Linked DNA regions of Zea mays: region 1 is linked to region 2. A link is a contact called in public Hi-C data. All regions are on one chromosome and are shown on one strand. Each heading gives the region's core, a stretch centred on a gene start, on an enhancer-like site or on the middle of the called end of the contact. The rest is flanking DNA. Distances are from core to core; before and after follow the strand shown. Region 1 holds the start of LOC103652610. Region 2 holds the start of LOC100286037 (regulator of telomere elongation helicase 1).

Evidence for each region. A called contact is a pair of places that touch in the nucleus more often than the background predicts.
Region 1: a Hi-C map of leaf shows a contact between it and region 2, with 2.0 times the contacts expected there. The contact joins the promoter of LOC103652610 here to the promoter of LOC100286037 in region 2. A contact is called at or near these places in 6 of 25 Hi-C or Micro-C datasets (leaf and an unstated tissue).

What each region holds. Positions count from the first base shown.
Region 1 is chr3:228,013,941-228,016,817 of Zm-B73-REFERENCE-NAM-5.0, forward strand. It overlaps LOC103652610, which reads left to right and starts at 1,309. Exons shown (of 35, transcript XM_020550577.2): 1 at 1,309-2,191; 2 at 2,597-2,741. The coding sequence starts at 1,488.
Region 2 is chr3:227,711,699-227,714,696 of Zm-B73-REFERENCE-NAM-5.0, forward strand. LOC100286037 (regulator of telomere elongation helicase 1) reads right to left here and starts at 1,441. Exons shown (of 23, transcript NM_001361377.1): 1 at 1,234-1,441; 2 at 810-1,096; 3 at 489-628; 4 at 31-112. The coding sequence starts at 1,335.

The DNA.
Region 1 (2,877 bases), core at 59-2,558, 300 kb after region 2:
GGACGCGACCTCACCCAAGCCCAGCCTCGGGCTGGAGCAGTAGTCCCAGACGAGTTCACGCCTTGCCCGAGGGCCGTCTCAGGCAGCGGGCACCCCCTCGGCTCTCCCGAAGCCCGACTCGGGCAGGCTTCGTTGTGAAGCAACCTTGGCCAGACCGCCTCACCAATCGACCGCTTCGCAGGCGCATTCAATGCAGGGGACGCCTGACGCCGCATCCTGACACACGCGCCTCAGTCGGCCAGGCCGAAGTGACCGCAGTCACTTCGCCCCTCTTCTTTACTGTCCGATGTGACGGGAAAACAGCGCCGCTCGCCCCGCTCCGACTGCCGTGCCAACCACCCAGGCGAAGACTGACAACAAGTCACGATCAACCACCGAGTTCGGCCTCGGGCGCAATAGGAAGCTCCGCCTCGCCCGACCTCAGGCTCCGGCCTCGGGAGGAGGTCTCCGCCTCGCCCGACCCCCGAACTCGGCCTCGACCTCGGTCTCGGGAGGAATCGCGTCCTCGCCCGACCCGGCCTCGGCCTCAAGAGAAGTCTCCGTCTCGCCCGACCTTGGGCTCGGACCGACCGCGCCAACAGGAGATACATCATTACCCTATCCCTAGCCAGCTCAGGCTACAAAGAACAAGATCGACGTCCCATCTGGCTTACCCCGACGACGGGTAATGATGGTGCCCCGCGTGCACCATGACGCCGGTGACTCTCAGCCCCTTACGGCAGCAAGGAGACGTCAGCAGGATCCTTGCCGCACTGCCAGCTGTGCTCCTACAGGACTCAAGCACTCCTCCGACGGCCACGCTATCACGTGTACAGGGCTCAAGCTCTCCCCCGACGGCCACGTTGGCATGTACACAAGGTTTAGGCACTTCTCTGCCGGACACGTTAGCACATAGCTACACCCCATTGTACGTTTGGACCCTCTCCTTGCGTCTATAAAAGGGAGGTCCAGGGCCATCCTGAAGGAGGGTTCGCGCGGGGGAAAGGAGCGAACGAATGGGCTCCCTCTCTCCCTCTCTCCCTCTCGCGACGTGCTTGTAACCCCTACTACGAGCGGCACCCCTGGTGCAGGATAATACAATGCTTGCCCCGCATCTTGTGTTCCATCCCGCGCCAACCCATCTGGGCAGGGACACGCAGCGACAATCTCACTCGTCGGTCCAGGGATCCCCGGGTCCAAAACACCGACACTTAGTTTTGGCTTTATTTTATTATGTCATCTCGTATCTATGACTAATTTGATCATATGTGTCTATAATTTATGAGTCCAATATTATATCGGTGAAGTCTTCGTAATGCCAAAATTGTCAATGGCTCGCACCCAAGCAGCAAGGCCTGGAAGCCAAAGGCTGCAATCGAACACTCCGGTACTTCGCCACACCGCGAAAGCACGGCGGCTCCTATCCCGCGCGGGCATCGCCATGCCCGCTATCCCCCTCGTGATCCCCAACGCACTAGCTGGCTAGGCGCTCACCGACGTTCCTCTCCATGGCGGCGTCGGAGCGGGAGGCCGCGCTCCTCACACGCGTGGCAGCGAACCACCTCTTTCTCGCGCAGTTCGAGCCCCTGCGTGCGGTGCTCCTCAGCCTCCGCCGCCGTGACCCGGTGCTATGTGCGGACTTCCTCCGCGCGGTCGCCGCTGCGGGCGGCCGCGTCCCGGGCGTGCTCTGGTCCGCTCCCCCTGCCTGCCCGTCCCCATCCCACCTCGCCTGGCTTGCCGTGCTCGAACTCGCCGCCCTCCCCTCCACTCCCAATCCCGAGGCGCTGCGCCTGAAGGCAGAGTTCCTGGTCCTCCTCCAGCCCATCGCTGACGACCCCGCCATTGGCGCCGAGGCCAGAGAAATCCTCACGAAACTGCTGGATTTGGGGGTGACGAGGTTGAAGCTCGAGGTCGAAGGCGGAGGGGACGCAGGTGCTAGTGCCGAGGAAGCCTCCGTGAAGGATCTGAGAGGGCTATGGGAAGTGTTCCTCGACAACGCCTTTGTGTTTGATGCGTTGTGCATAGGCGTCTCGAGGCAGATCGCCTTGGACAGGGGTTTCGGTGTGGATGTGCTCCTATGGCTGCGGCGGAACGTGCAACTTGCCCATTTGGATGCCGTGAAGACTCTTGTCACGGAAGGTGATCTGGATGCTGCTCCTGGCCATCTTCGGTTTCTTTGCCTTGACCATGGACTGGAGAAGGATGAGTACAAGTAAGGGTTTAGTGGATTGCACATCTTTGTTTGATACTATTTCAACATCTGACCTGGGACATTAACTAGCGTTGCAACCTGAGCCATTTAATAAACAAGTCGATCGTTTGTGGAATAGTAAGGGCAGGATTTAATGTTGTTTTACGGTCAATAGTAGCAACATACATAAACTGGTAACATCTAGCGCTTTGTGAAGCAGGATTATGTGATCAATTGTATGTTTGGAGATAGCACCATCATATTCAAGTTCCTGTTTTCAGATCAAACATTTTCAATTGATTTCAGATTAACGCTAACGCATGCAAACGGTCAACTAATTCTTATGTTATGCATATTGATCTCAGTTCAGCTCTGGACTTGGAATCTGAGTACACGCAATACATTACTGAAATTGATTCCTTACAGGGTTGTCATAGCAGAGCTTCTCAGAAAGGGATGGGCAAAAACATCCAATTATGGTGGAACATGGTCTGAGTTGCAGAATAGGATAACTAAATTATATGGAGCAGCTCTTCAATCTACTAGTCCCGAGCTCGTGCAACTTGTTCAGGTAATTACAAAATTCTCTGTTTCTTGCTGGCATTCTTCTCTCATTGAAGTGCTTAGCTATGAACTTCTTGGCCTGTTCAATTTGTTTCCAGTTTTTCCTTTACTGGTTTAGAAACTGCACCTCATGTCAGAAAACC
Region 2 (2,998 bases), core at 191-2,690:
AAAAATAGGGAGAAAACATTTGAAACTTACGGGCCCTTATGCCTCCCAATATTTATCAAATCTTCTATATCAAAAGGCTCATTCCCAAGCTCAGGTTTGTTTTTTATGAACTCTGCAGGAAATGTCATTCATGTGTGATATCTGTGTTATTGATAATAGAAATTTATTTGAAATATAAAGAAAAAGTAAGATAAAACAGAAGTATTCAACCAGTATTGAACCAATGTTGTTTTTAAGGCACTAGGGAAGGCCCTCAACTTGAAGAGCCATTTGCAAGAATAAAATAATAAATCATGGCATTCAGAGATACAAAACTTTGTATCAACCAAAGCAGCTCGAGGTTATTATGAGGGCACCAATTGCAAGAATAAAATAATAAATAATGGTCAGAATTTGTGTATGCATTTTCCTTTTAGGTTGTTGTTTATTTTTGTCTGCAGGGCCAATTTTAAGACTTATCAAACAAAAAACAATTCTATTGCAATTACCAGCAACATGGTTATTATGAGGGCACCGTCGTTTCTTGCAGAGGAAGTGACAGGCATTGTTCTGTGCTCTTCCATGGAGTTTGCTCACTTCGTCGTGGATGCACATCTGCTCACGGGAACCTAGCACTGCCATCTTCGGCCTGTGTAACACCATCCGAACCATCAGAGACTCTGGGATGAGTCAATCTGCAACTGCAGCTACTGAAGACATATCCAGCCCTCAGCACCATAGCATTCATGAGATGTTACTCAACAGCACAGTTCAGCACAATCAGCTCTCAAATAAAAACAAGGTACTGGGGTACAAGTTCGGTTACCGACCTGTAGCTGGTAGCCTTGAGCTCCTTGATAACCTGCCGAAGCTGGCTGTGGGTCCGTGAGGCGTAGATGATGACTGGGTACCGCGACTGCTGCTGCTTCTGAGACGTAGAGTCCTCTGACTGCTGGCTAGCGGACGGCTGACTCCCGTAGGGCAACTGCTTAGTCCCACCGCCCCCACGCCCGACCCGCAGGAACTCGCCGAAAGTGCGGCGCCACGCGAGCGACGCACACAGCAGGCACAGTGTCTTCCCCGTACCCGTAGGACTCTCCAGCAGCGCGTTCTTCCCCTGTCCATCGATACGCCGAGGCAACGCAAACGCGAAGCAGTCAAAACTCAAAACCGAGCAAAACTTTGGGCACGTGAACGTCGCAGTGAGGGTAGGGTTTAGCACGCGGGGTTGGAGGAGCGGGGAACTCTGGTCACCTGTTGCAGGGACTCGATGACGCGGTCCATGTAGGTGATCTGGCAGTCGTAGGCGTCGAAGGGGAAGTCGACGTTGACGCCGCGGATGCTGTAGACCGGCATTTTGCCGACGGAGGCGGAAGAGGCGGCGGTGGAATGGAGCAAAGCTTGCGGCGGAAGGAGACCGGCGGACCTCGAGACGGCGCGGGCGCGGGCGCGGCGAATAGGGACTAGGGAGGGCGAGGGCCGGAGGGGCTTCTTGTCTGATTTTTCTTCGGCGTTGCTGAACCACACTTGGGCCGTATCGCACAACCCGCTAAAATTTAGCCATGTCCCATCGAATGTTTGAACCTCCGTTCCGGGTATTAAATGTAGTCGGATTATAAAACTAATTTGTCAGCCGAAAATTAAAAGACGAGACGAATCTAGTTCAGTTGGTTGGGTCTATATTTCATACTCCTATTTAAAAGTCAAACGTTTGATGTGACCCGGGCTAAACTTTAGCAGGAGCAACCAAACACCCCATAGACGTTGTGTCTAATACTCTAATGTGGTTGTGCTGGGCCGCTTGATTGACACGTTGCAAATCCAAAAGGTTTCTTTTTTTATCTCCATAAGACCATAACTATCGATGCATTATATCACTTTCTTTATCAAACTTCAAAACTATACAACCTATCCTTCCCCTACTGGAATAAAAATCATTTTAATGTCAAAGTTGTTTCATCCATTTTATTCTTCAAAATTTTATTAGGTATAAGAAAAGGGCAGTGTTTGGAAGACGCGTTTTTTGTTTTTCTTGAAATAGGACTAATTCATGTAAATTTTTTGTCTGTCTCCTATAAAATTTTTGCATTCCGAATTTCTACTATTGTAAAAGCATCAGTTTTCTGGTTTCCACGAGGTCTCTTTTGCAAAAAAAAACATTATACTTTCGATACATGGAGTAAGGCATTAAAATGACGGTTGCTCCTTCATCAATCAGCATCCTAGAAATTGGTGTTACGTTTGTGGGAGATGGATATCCCGGGTCCACACGAGCACAAAAAAACGTCCGGGGCCATCCAACAGGCGCCCTCCTGGGGCGTCTTTGTGGTGGGCCGAATAAAGGAAACCAGCTGAGGCAAACAGTTTTGATATGAAAAAGGCCCACATCCGAGTTAGGTGTTGCATGAGCGCGGGTATGTTAGGTTGGGTTTGTTGCGCCCACCCGATAGACTGAACCACCGGCGGTAACTCGGACGCGGGAGCATAAGATTTCCCCAGGATAAAGGAGATTGTCCGCTACAAATCAGGATATAAGCAAGGAGATTGTGATCGACATCTGTAGGGGGTGCCCTCTCTGGTCATGTATATAAGGCCAAGAGGCACCCCTACCATTTTCATCTCACCCTCAACCCATCATTCTCATAGCCACAACCTATAACTCATCTCAATACAGAAAACCACTATAGGATGTAGGGTATTACGCCTCTCGAAGCGACCTGAACCTGTTCAAACCCGAGTGTTTCTCTCATCGTGCTAATGCACGAACCATCGAGTCACAATCAATGACATCGTCCTACTCAAAAGCACCATGAGGGTAAACCCGGGGTGTGCGGTCGGACAACAAACACTGACATCTGGCGCGCCAGGTAGGGGTGCGTCGTCGATCAATGCTGACTCCATGGCCATCGTTTTCAAGAGCATGATCACCTTCAGCCTAGGAGCAGTCTTCTGCTTTGGAATCATCTCTAGTGTGGCGGACGTGGAAGGGATTCTGTGTCGCATAGTGACTTCACCCGAG